Linked DNA regions of Pan troglodytes: all the other regions are linked to region 3. The links are chromatin contacts, called in public HiChIP or PLAC-seq maps. All regions are on one chromosome and are shown on one strand. Each heading gives the region's core, a stretch centred on a gene start, on an enhancer-like site or on the middle of the called end of the contact. The rest is flanking DNA. Distances are from core to core; before and after follow the strand shown.

Region 1 (2,700 bases), core at 151-2,650, 140 kb after region 3:
TCTCTACAGAAAAATTTTTAAAAAATAGCCAGGGGTGGCCAGGCACAGTGGCCCACGCCTGTAATCCCAGCACTTTGGGAGGCCGAGGTGGGCGGATCACGAGGTCAGGAGATCGAGACCATCCTGGCTAACACGATGAAACCTCGTCTCTACTAAAAATACAAAAAATCAGCCAGGCGTGGTGGCGGGCGCCTGTAGTCCCAGCTACTCGGGAGGCTGAGGCAAGAGAATGGTGTGAACCTGGGAGACAGAGCTTGCAGTGAGTCGAGATCGCGCCACTGCACTCCAGCCTGGGCAACAGAACGAGACTCTGTCTCAAAAAAAAAAAAAAAAAAATTAGCCAGGGGTGGTGGCATGTGCCTGTAGTCCTAGCTACTCGGGTGGCTGAGGCAGGAGACTTGCTTAAGCCTCGGCAGTTGAGACTGCAGTGAGCCATGATCAGGCCACTGCACTGTAGTCTGGATGACAGAGCAAGACCCTGTCTCAACAACAACAACCAAAATCTGTTTGGGGCTTGCAAGGTTAGAGAAAAAAAATTAAAAAATAAAATAAAATAAAATATTTTCCTGTAGTCTGAGCTACTTGGGAGGCTGAGGCAGGAGGATCACTTGAGCTAAGGAGTTTCAGGCCAGCCTGGGCAACATAGAGAGAACTTGTCTCTATAAAAAGTTAACTGATTACTTTTTAAAACAAAGAGGTTTTTTTTCAGCCTTATTGAGGTATAATAGACATATACAAAACCATGCAAATTTTAAGCATACAATCTGATGAGTTTTCACACCTGTGAAGCCACTATTACAGTTAAGATACTGAATTTATCCACAGCTCCAAAAAATGTCTTCCTGCCTGAGGTGGTGGCTCACGCCTGTAATCCCAGCATTTGGGAGGCTGAGGCGGGAGGATCTCATGAAGCCAGGAGTTTGAGACCAGCCTAGACAACATAGCGAGACCCCTTATCTACAAATAAAATTTAAAAAATTAACCAGGCATGGTGGCTCCTGTCTGCGGTCTCAGCTACTCTGGAGGCTGAGGTTGGAGGATCAGAGTTGGAGGCTGCAGTGAGCTATGAAAGCGCCACTGCACTCCAGTCTGGACAACAGAGCCAGATGCTGTCTCGACAAAACAAACACTGAAAAAAACTTTCCTGGAGCACTTCATTCATCCCTCTCTCCCGCGCCTGCCTACCCCTGGATTTTTTTCCCTGAGCATAATTCTCATGAAGATTCGTCTATGTTGTTGCGTGTATTCCAGCCCTATTTTGCACATGAGGAAACTGAGGCACAGAGAGGCGTGGCTTGCCCCGGAGGTCACACTAGTCGATTTGGTCCCAGACCAGGGCGGGTTCTGGGTCGGCAGCCCGCGCAGGTGCACTCGGGAGGCGGGGCGGGCGCTGCAGGTGCGCAGTCAGTCTCACCTGGGCGCCTGCCGGGAGGTCAGTCCTAGGCCCTGGGGGGCAGGACTAGGGGCGGGGCCAGGGGCAGGGGTTCCCCAGCTCTGCTGCCTCCGATAAGGGCCTGAAGGGGCTGTCGCGCTCCTGGCGGTTTGATAAGGAGGGCGGGGGGAGGCCGCGGGGAGGCGTCGGGGTTTGAGGTCCCCGCCTGGCGACCCGGGATCGGGGTTAGGAAAGGCGGCTGGGCGGGGAGAGGGCGGGGCGGGGCGTCTGGCTTGGCCACGCCCACCGCCATCCGGGGTCCTGGCCCGCTAAGATGGCGATGGCTACGGTAGCAGCGGCGGCGGCTGTTGCCTGGCCCGGGACCCTGGGGACGGGGGCCGAGTAGCGCCTTCCCCGGGCCCCGTGAACCGGCTGCGGGTCGCCCTTGGGGGGCAGCGGCCGCAGCCCCCCACCTGGGCCCTCGGTCCGCCCTCCCGGCGCGTCCATGAACTCAGTGTCGCCGGCCGCCGCGCAGTACCGGAGCAGCAGCCCGGAGGACGCGCGCCGCCGGCCCGAGGCCCGCAGGCCGCGGGGTCCCAGAGGCCCAGACCCCAACGGCCTGGGGCCTTCCGGAGCCAGCGGCCTCGCTCTTGGCTCTCCCGGGGCTGGCCCGAGTGAGCCGGACGAAGTGGACAAGTTCAAGGCCAAGTTCCTGACAGCCTGGAACAACGTCAAGTACGGTGAGGAGGGGGCCCGGAGATCGTGGGGGTGTCGGGGGCCGTTGAGGAAAACCAGACACCGGTCCTGCCAGTTATCCCACCCTTGTTCCCGTCCTGAGTCACCTGTGGGTCCCCTCCCTGCCCGGCCCAGGGTGGACCTGTGGCAGGTCCAATAGTGTTTTCAAGCCCCGCCCATTCCCCTGTGTGACCTTGGGCAAGATCCTTTGCTTCCTGGCGCCTCCGTTTTTGCCCCTCTCTGTAAAATGGGTACAATAATCAGAACTACCTTCCTTCATCCTGAATTGATGGTGGACACTCCTGTAGCTGTCACTGGGGGCCCCACCTCCGACGGAATCCCCAGAGCCACCCCGGAGATAGGAACTAGGATCGTGCCCATTTCACAGATGGGGGAATGGAAGCGCTGTTGCTGTCATGCAAGTGCTTCATCTCGCTGGGCGCTGCCCCTACGTCTCCCCAGGTTGGGTGGTTAAAAGCCGGACCAGCTTTAGCAAGATCTCCAGCATCCACCTCTGTGGCCGCCGCTACCGTTTCGAGGGCGAGGGTGAGCTGGTGGTTGGGACCAGGGTTGGGGGAGGCCTCTCCACGCCC
Region 2 (2,700 bases), core at 23-2,522, 250 kb after region 3:
GGTCAAACAATTCTCCTGCCTCAGCCTCCCAAGTAGGTGGGACTACAGGCATGTGCCACCACACCCGGCTAATTTTCTTTTGTATTTTTAGTAGAGACGGGGTTTCACCATGCTGGCCAGGCTGGTCTCGAACTCCTGACCTCGTGATCCGCCCGCCTCGGCCTCCCAAAGTGCTGGGATTACAGGCGTGAGCCACCGCGCCTGGCCTTCCTTGCTCTTCTTGCTCCAAATCCTGGGAACGTCTGAATCAACAGGCGGGCATCTGTCCAACCTTCCTAGCAACTACGCCTGCGGATGGCCAACCTGACCCTGGAAGAGAGTGGGGTTTAGTTAAGCACAGATTGTACATCGGGGGCCTCATAAGGCGCCTGGAAGCATTCAAGAACACCACGCTTGTAAGGACAAAGCACTCGGTCACGGGCGCCTTTATTTCGGAGCTCCGCGCTGCAGCTGGACGAGCGTCCGTTGAGTCCCAGCCCCAACTTTTCCAGGAAATGGCGGTGAGCCCTCTAGTGAGATATTTTTTGGCCTGGGCCTCAGTTTCTCCATCTGTCAATGGGGGAAGGGGAAGGCGGGCTAGAGGACCCCGACCAGGTCGGCTGCAGCCTTCGGAAGCTACGGCCCAGGGGGACGCCACACCAAGGCAGGTCTGCGGGACAAAAGAACGCAAGAACCCGGGCGCACATTGGCGCCGGTCCCGGGCTCAAGGGGCAGCAACGAGGAGACGCTGGACCTGGCCGTTCCTCGCACACATCTCTAACCTTCTGTGCCTCTCAAGGGAGATGGGGTGAGCATAGCCACCTCCACTGGAGCCCGAAAATCCCCGGCCGAGATACCGCCACTAAAAAGGTACACATGCGTCAAAGCCTCTCAGAGCCATTTCCGCTAACGTACTCAGGGCGACGGGCGTAAGATGGCGGCCGCGCAGGCGCAAAATGTCGCAGCCGTAGGGAGGCTCCGCCTCTGACGCTTGCCTTGCATCACGTGGTAATGGCCGCTCAAAAAACGCCTTAGCGAAAACCAGAGCGTGCCCTCGTCACGTGATGGAGGACTCCCAGTACGGCAAAGGGAAGGCGCCAAAAGTTGTTGTCAGATGGCGAAGGAAACCGCGAAATTCGCCATTGTCACATGATGGAGCAACCTATCGAAAGCGGAGGGAAAGGTGCCGAAGTCACGTGACTACGCACGCAAACACGCCCGCTTGCACCACGTGACAACTCACGCCCACCCCCTCAGCCCCCCCTTATCTCTTTTCGCCCCTCCCTCCCATTTGGGTTGGGCCTGCGTCGAGGCGCAACGCGGCGTCAAAGGGGGCGGGGCTTCAGCCGGTCACGTGTTCCCGCACCTCCCCGGCGCGCGCCTGCCCGCCCGCCCGCTCGCCCCCGGTCCGGACTCCTCCTCCTCCTCTTCTCGCCATTGCAGTTGGACCCAGCAGCCCGGCGCGCACCGCGTGGCTTTTGGGGGCAGACCCCGGCGGGCTGTGGCAGGAGGGCGGCGGCGGCGGCGGCTGCGGTCGAAGAAGGGGACGCCGACAAGGTAAGCGTCAATGTGGCGGCGGCCGGGCCCGCTCCCGCCTCTGCCCCTCCCCCCGCCCGCCCTCAGTGAGATCCCCACTGAGGGTTCGCGGTGACAAGGCTGGAGGGATCCCGCGCTCGCCGCCTCCGCCCGGTTCCCTCATCCCGGCGCCTGGCCCGTTCCTCCCTTGCCGGCCTCGCTCCCGCGCTCGGCCGTTAACTCTCCTCCATTGTGCGGAGGAAACAAAATGGCGGCTGCGGCGGCGGCGAGGACTCGGTGCGCGCGCAGCCGCTCCCCCCCGCACGCGGCCCCTCGGCCGGCGGCGGCGCCACGCGCGGGGGGTGCGCGCGCACCGGGCCCCCGGCTGCCGCCTCCCCGCGGCTGGGCTTTTGTCTGTTGCGGGGTCCTGGGGACGCGCGCACGTGCTTGGAGCACACACCCCCTCGGGTCCCGAGCTCCGCGGCGGGGCGACCCCCCTTCCTCACTCCTTCCCTACCCCCTCCTCCTCTTTGTCCCGGTCCCGCCCCCGATTCCAGGAGAGTCCCAGGTTCCCGAGGCGGGAAACGTCGCCTCCTTTGTCCTCACAGGGCGCGGAGAGCCGGACCCCTCCTTGGAAGCCCCTTCCCACGCGGATTGCTGAGGAAGCCTTTGTGGGTTCGTCGGGTTTCCAAATCTCTGGTCAGCCAGGCCTCTCTCAGATCAGGGTCCAAACTTGGGAGGGTTTCAGCTTTTTCTTTAGTTCGTTTGTTTTCGTTGTTGAATGTTTTTCCAGATTGTTAGTATTTGCCTTCCCTAGAACGGCAATCTACTTGGGTGCAAGCTTGGGCCCCGAAACGTGGATGCTTAAAACCCCTTTCTACCTTTATTTTCTCAAGTAGTTGAACGATTGAGATTCTCGAGGTTACTCATGAGGTTCTGCCCCAGTTAATTCACCGCCTGGATGAATTATTTGGGGTGTACGGCGGTCTGCATGCTCCTCCCCCAGTTCAGTGGCCAAATTTGAGGAGAATGAGGGATCTCTTCTCCACATTTCCAACATTGTTTGCCAGTTGCTGCTTAGGTGACATGGATCAGCAACGAAGCGTCAGTTTCAGTGGTTTCTTTTTCTGGACTCCGGTAATTCACTGATGCTGAATCTCTTTCAAGATTTTGTTCTCTCTAAAATGAGTGATGTGATGGCATATT
Region 3 (2,700 bases), core at 99-2,598:
TGTAGTCCACCATCTTGCCTTGGCGGCCCAGCCCGCTCCGGCTCGGGTGGCGGCGACGGTGGCAGCAGTGGAGACTCGGTGCGCGGAGCCCCGCCCCTTCCGCTTCCGCCGAGCGCGGGAAACCCCGCCCTGTGTGACGTCACATCCCTAGTAACCGCGGCAGCGGCACTAGCTACCCAGCCAGCCTTAAAGGGCCCTGCGTAAGTGTTCCGGCCCCCTGGAGTTCCCGCAGAGACTCCGCGTCATCGGGCGCTGGGGCTCCGCTAGGTCTCCTGGGGGCATATGAGTGCGCGCTTCAACTCCGAGCCCCCCTCATCTCCCGCCGCTCCACGGTGGGCGTTTGGGGTGGCAGGGAGGGGACGGTTGATGAGACTGAGAGGACTGTCCCCTCAGCCACGCCGCAGTGACGTCTGCAAGGGGTAGGGACACGGCGGGAAGGCCCTCCCCCTGCCCTTCGTAAACGGGGACCTAAGCCTGCGCTGGAGAGGGGCGCCTGATGACTCCTCGGACTTTCTCAGCCCGAGGAGGACTGGACCTGCCCTGGGGGTGTCTAAATCGGGGGTGGTATGGCCCTCCCCTTGCAGGGTTAAACGTGGAGGGGAGACTGTGGCCCTGCCTTGGGAGCTGGGGTTTCCCCGCCTCGGCAACAGCCTTCTCCTTGTCTTCCACCTCCTGCCATTCGCAGCGAGGACTCGCGCGCGCGCGCGCGCACACACACACACACTTTGGAATCACCCGGACCCCCTCAAAACGGGTCTCGGCGCCCCACCCCGCTGGCCGCTGGGTGTCGCTAGAGTCTAGCCCACGGCGCGTATTCCTGGCCCCGCGCTTGGTGGGGGGAATCGTGGAGGGGTGGAAGGGGGCTTTCCTTGTCGTCACAGTCTGGGGCCACGCATAGCCCCTCCCCGTTCGTCTGGGGGTACGCTTCCTCCGCCGGGGCTCTAAGGACTCCATTACTCTAAGCATGCAGGGCCCCGACCACCTCACACTTCCATGCATCCCAATCCACGCTTTGATACCAGGATAATAGGCCGTGTTGCAGCCTTGGGCCAGGATTATCTCAGATTAAAGGGTGCTCCCTCGGGGGTCAGGCTGGATAGGAGGAGCTCCAGCCACTCCGGTGAGGGGCGCCTCTTCCTAGTCTCCCCTGGAGCCGACGTTGGAGGCAGTGCCTGGAGAGAGCGAGCGAAGGTCTCCAGAAGGGGGAGGATTCCCCGGTGCATGGAGCGGGAAGGGCCATCGGACAAAAACGTCCTCCCGCTGCCGCCCTTCCCCCTCGCGCTTCATTCAAACCCGCGAGTGGGCGGGCAGGGGCGGGGGAGTCCCCATCTCCTACCCCTCCCTGTTCCCCTCCACCCTGGCAGTCCAGCACATCAGTGGCCGTCACGGCCCGGGCACGCGCGCGCACGGACCCACACCCCGGCGGCTCTCACAATCGCACACACACATACACACTCACACACCAGCAAACAAAGGGTCTGGACACCCCCGTCCCCTCCCGCCCCCAGGCCAGGGAGGGCGGGGCATCCCCTCCCCAGGCCCCCCCGCAAGGTAAGCTTGGGGCTGCGAGCTGCGGTGGGGAGGGGGACACGGTGCCACAGTGGGAGGGGGCCAGGACGGTAGGGGGTTCCCCGGCTCCCCAGGAAAGTCGTACCCCCACCCCCACCGTATGCCCTTTAGGGCTTCGGCCCCGTCATCAGCCTGGGGGTGTTTGGAGAGAATCCCAGATGTCGGGGATTCCTGGATAGGCGCGGGGGTCTCTTCCTGGCTCTGGAGACTGGAGCTGCCCAGCTTCAGCAAAACAGGGTTCCCGGAGCCTCAGCTTCCAGAACTGGGGATAGGGCGCCGGAAGCTTCCCCATCAACGCCAAGCATTTCCTAATCTGCCAGCACAGCACCTCCAGCCCTGGGGACTGAGGAGAGAGACCCCTAAGTTGCTTTGCACTGTCCCTCTGTCCCCGGTCCCCATCCCACCCCCATCGGTGCAAACCCTGCTATGTCTCTCCTGCCTGTGTGTGTGTCGGGGGCGGGGGGGAGGTTTGCGGGAATTGGGAACGCTTTTTGGGGCTACCCTTGCTTCTTCTGCTACATCCCATAGCCACATACCACTGAGCTGCGGTGGGGCCCGGCAGGCGGCTTTGCCTTCCTGAGTCTCAATTTCCTCCTCTGCAAAGTGGGTAATGACACACACCTAGGATTCCGCGAAATCGTGCTCGCGGAGCCTGCTTTTGCGCCATCATTTTATTTATTAGCTCATTTCACATCTCTTTCCCAAGTGTCTACTTACGATGTACTGGGCACTGTGACCAGGCTTTGGGGCAGCAGCAACCAACAAACCCAGAGGGGTCCCTGCTCCTGGCTAGTGAGGGAGCAGGATCCCTGTATAAACATACAAATCCCCGCGGGTGATTTCAGACTGTGAAGACTAAAATTCTGTCCTCGGACAGAGAGAGACTAGGGAAAGGCACTCAAGATTAAAGGAGAAGCTGGGCACAGTGGCTCACGCCTGTAATCCTAGCACTTTGGGAGGCCGAGGCAGGCGGATCACTTGAGGTCAGGAGTTCAAGACCAGCCTGGCCAACATGGTGAAACCCCATGTCTACTAAAAATACAAAAATTAGTCGGGCGTGGTGGCAGGCGCCTGTAATCCCAGCTACCCGGGAGGCTGAGGCAGAAGAATTGCTTAAACCCGGGAGGCGGT
Region 4 (2,700 bases), core at 130-2,629, 160 kb after region 3:
TCACTTCTCTGAATCCACAGTCAGGAAAGGACCCCGGATTCTGCTCCAGAGGAAGGAGAGGTTTAGACAGGAGTGGCCCCGGACCTGTTCTGTTATAGAAGGTGGCATCTTTCTGATAAATGCGGGGGTCCTTCTTCTTCAACAAGGAGAGCGTTTTGTAAAAGTCCCGCTCCTGCTGGGGGTCAAATTCCTAGGGCAGGAAAAGGGTTGGGGATAGATTTCAGAAGGGAGATAATAAGAGCCCTGGTGCCAGCAGGTGAGCTCAGCGTAGGGATTAGGATGGAGGCGGGTGGATCTGGCTGGGGAGGTCAAACAGGTGGTCAAACAGCAGGAGGGAGAGGGGCCCTCTTGGGGTGGGCAGGGGCAGGCCACAGGTAGGTACAGGATATGGGTAGAGGAAGGTGAGGGGCAAGGAGAAGGTAATTCCTGGGGAAGACAAAGACTTGACAAGGGGCAGGTGGGCTGAGGGCACAAGAGAGACAGCGGGGAGGCGCTGGGCCAGGCCGCACAGTGGGGCCAGGATCAGGGCTGATGTGAGAAGTTGGGGGCCCCACGTGGCGCAAGGAGTACACTAAAAAATGGCTAGACTCTTGAGGATGAAAGAGGAAAGGGGGGGGTTCTTGGGGGACAGAGTCGCCCCACACATCAGAGTGGGCAGGTGGATCGTGGCAAGGGAGAGAAAATAACGGGGATTTGGCTCCCCTGGGGAGAGGGGGGCACAGTCTGTCCCTCATGGGATGGGGAGCGGGGGATGGGACGCTCCCGCAGGGCGCTCTGGGGATGGGGGATCCCCCCCGTCTACATCGGGGTCGGGGTGCAGTGGGGGGGCTTGGACGCCTCCGCACGTCCAGGACGGGGCGGGGACGCGCACCACGCGCTCGTCGCTGGAGTCCGACTCGGAGCTGGAGTCGCTGCTGCTGTCTCGGTCCCCGTAGCGATCCTTCACTGCGGGACACAGACGGGATGCCCCCCCCAGGTCAGCCGGCGGGTCCACTCGACTCCCCACTTCCCAACCGGCCGGCGCGCGCAGGCTCCCGCGCGCAGGCGCCCCGCACTCACGCCGCTGCAGTTCCTCGCGTTCCCGGTAGCGGTTGTACCGCGCGGCAAACGCCGCGTTAACCCGCAGCTGCGACGACCCGCGCGGTTCCGGCATGGCGGCTCTGTGGCCCATTGCGCACGCGCATTGAGGAAGCCCTGGACGGGGCGGGGCCGCCCTCAATCCCGCCCACATCCACTTGTAAACGAGGCGTACCGCTGCTAACCCCGCCCCTGGCTTTTCCGGGATCCCTTTCGCCTCATCACCGCAGTCACCGCCCACGGCTACGCCCCTGCGGGGAAGGCCGCGGCCACCGCCCACCCGCCCCACCCCCTGTGCTCCGGGCACCCAGCTGACATCTGGGGGCCCTTTCTCCACTCGCGGTTTCCTGCTTCCCTTCCGTTCCGACAGCGAAAACCGCTGCCCCACCCAGCTCACTCACCCTGGCGCCCTCGGAATTACTATTCTCTCCCCTCACCCACCACATCCACGATCCGCGACCCCCGTCCTCATCCCCATCAACATCCGGGATGTGTAACTCTCCATCCCAGACTCAAAAATCAGAAGCCACCCGTGCTGTGATCATGCACAAGTCTTAATTTAATGGGTAAAAACATTAAATTATTACAACATTTTTTCCAATAAAGCATAATAAATAGAATCCATTTCTTTTAAAATGCTGTACAAGAGACTGGAAAACAAGCTTCCAATAGAATATGAATAACTCATAACTCATTCTACCTTCTTATTGATTTGGGACGCTCCCCCCACCCCCCATGCCTGAAGCAACGTGCACACTTCAGGTCTCTGAGCACAGCCGGCCAAGGCCACCAGCTTCTAGGCTCCCTGGAGGTCATGACTTCACTCTTAAATGCTCTGCCCTTGGGTCTTGTCTGAGGCCCCAGCAGCCTGGGGCGCAGAAGAAACTGAACCGTTTAGGTGGCTGTGGCCTGCAGGAGCCCTTCTCTGTCCAACACACCAAAAGGAGTGAGAAAAACAAATGAGAAACGTCCCCCAAACACTCACACCCCCAAAACCAACACCTATAAGCCACAAACTGTGCTCCTCCCCTACTGCAGCAGTGGGCAGGAGAAACAAGAAGAGAAAGTGTTTCTTCCCCTCTCTTCTGATACATAACCCCACGGGGTTCTCTTGCTGGAGAGGGTGACCCCAGATCACAGCGGGGCCACCATGTGGCCCTGCAGGATGTCCACGAGGTCCTGAGCCCCTCTCTGCAGTGCCAGCTCCAAGGGTGTGAGACCCCTGGCGTCCCTGCGATGGAGATCAGATTCAGCTGCCAGAAAGCTGACCACAGCAGTGTGACCCTCTTGAACTGCCAGATGGATTGGAAGTGCCCCGGTGCCATCAGGCACGTTGACATCAGCCCCGTGCTCCACTAGGACCTTCAGGGTGTCCAGGAATCCAGTGCGGGCTGCGTCATGGACTGGACTGGTACCGGAGGTGTCCTGGACATTGGGGCTGGCACCTTGCTTCAGCAGCTCCAGGGCGATGGCGGTGCTGCCAAACATCATGACCTGTGTGAGGGACAGAGGATCAGGAGGTCCTCAAGGGAGGAGGTTCCACAAAAGGGGTCACTGGAAAGAGAAAGGTCATCCAGAAAGAGGCATCTCCCAGAAACAGGAAATGCTAGAGGAGGGGTCCTC

Evidence for each region. HiChIP or PLAC-seq counts read pairs in DNA pulled down with a chosen protein or histone mark.
Region 1: an H3K4me3 HiChIP or PLAC-seq map of stem cell-derived excitatory neurons shows a contact between it and region 3, with 2.4 times the contacts expected there. The contact joins the promoter of ATG4D here to the promoter of PDE4A in region 3. A contact is called at or near these places in 1 of 7 Hi-C or Micro-C datasets (stem cell-derived neural progenitor cells) and 1 of 1 datasets of contacts at active chromatin or transcription factors (stem cell-derived excitatory neurons).
Region 2: a contact with region 3 is called in an H3K4me3 HiChIP or PLAC-seq map of stem cell-derived excitatory neurons, with 7 times the contacts expected there. The contact joins the promoter of ILF3 here to the promoter of PDE4A in region 3. A contact is called at or near these places in 1 of 7 Hi-C or Micro-C datasets (stem cell-derived neural progenitor cells) and 1 of 1 datasets of contacts at active chromatin or transcription factors (stem cell-derived excitatory neurons).
Region 4: an H3K4me3 HiChIP or PLAC-seq map of stem cell-derived excitatory neurons shows a contact between it and region 3, with 7 times the contacts expected there. The contact joins the promoter of KRI1 here to the promoter of PDE4A in region 3. A contact is called at or near these places in 1 of 7 Hi-C or Micro-C datasets (stem cell-derived neural progenitor cells) and 1 of 1 datasets of contacts at active chromatin or transcription factors (stem cell-derived excitatory neurons).

What each region holds. Positions count from the first base shown.
Region 1 is chr20:13,268,723-13,271,422 of NHGRI_mPanTro3-v2.0_pri, forward strand. ATG4D (autophagy related 4D cysteine peptidase) reads left to right here and starts at 1,401. Exons shown (of 10, transcript XM_016934998.4): 1 at 1,401-2,112; 2 at 2,496-2,653. The coding sequence starts at 2,524.
Region 2 is chr20:13,379,870-13,382,569 of NHGRI_mPanTro3-v2.0_pri, forward strand. ILF3 (interleukin enhancer binding factor 3) reads left to right here and starts at 1,273. Exons shown (of 20, transcript XR_010153713.1): 1 at 1,273-1,536. It overlaps LOC107969665 (a long non-coding RNA gene), which reads right to left and starts at 884. Exons shown (of 2, transcript XR_001711623.4): 1 at 762-884; 2 at 1-549.
Region 3 is chr20:13,129,927-13,132,626 of NHGRI_mPanTro3-v2.0_pri, forward strand. PDE4A (phosphodiesterase 4A) reads left to right here and starts at 1,349. Exons shown (of 17, transcript XM_063801163.1): 1 at 1,349-1,551. CDC37 (cell division cycle 37, HSP90 cochaperone) reads right to left here. Exons shown (of 10, transcript XM_063801171.1): 3 at 1-129. The coding sequence starts at 13. MIR1181 (microRNA mir-1181) reads right to left here and starts at 72; the gene lies at 1-72.
Region 4 is chr20:13,291,352-13,294,051 of NHGRI_mPanTro3-v2.0_pri, forward strand. It overlaps KRI1 (KRI1 homolog), which reads right to left and starts at 1,380. Exons shown (of 19, transcript XM_063800546.1): 1 at 1,060-1,380; 2 at 872-945; 3 at 85-190. The coding sequence starts at 1,231. It overlaps CDKN2D (cyclin dependent kinase inhibitor 2D), which reads right to left. Exons shown (of 3, transcript XM_016934999.3): 3 at 1,616-2,571. The coding sequence ends at 2,212.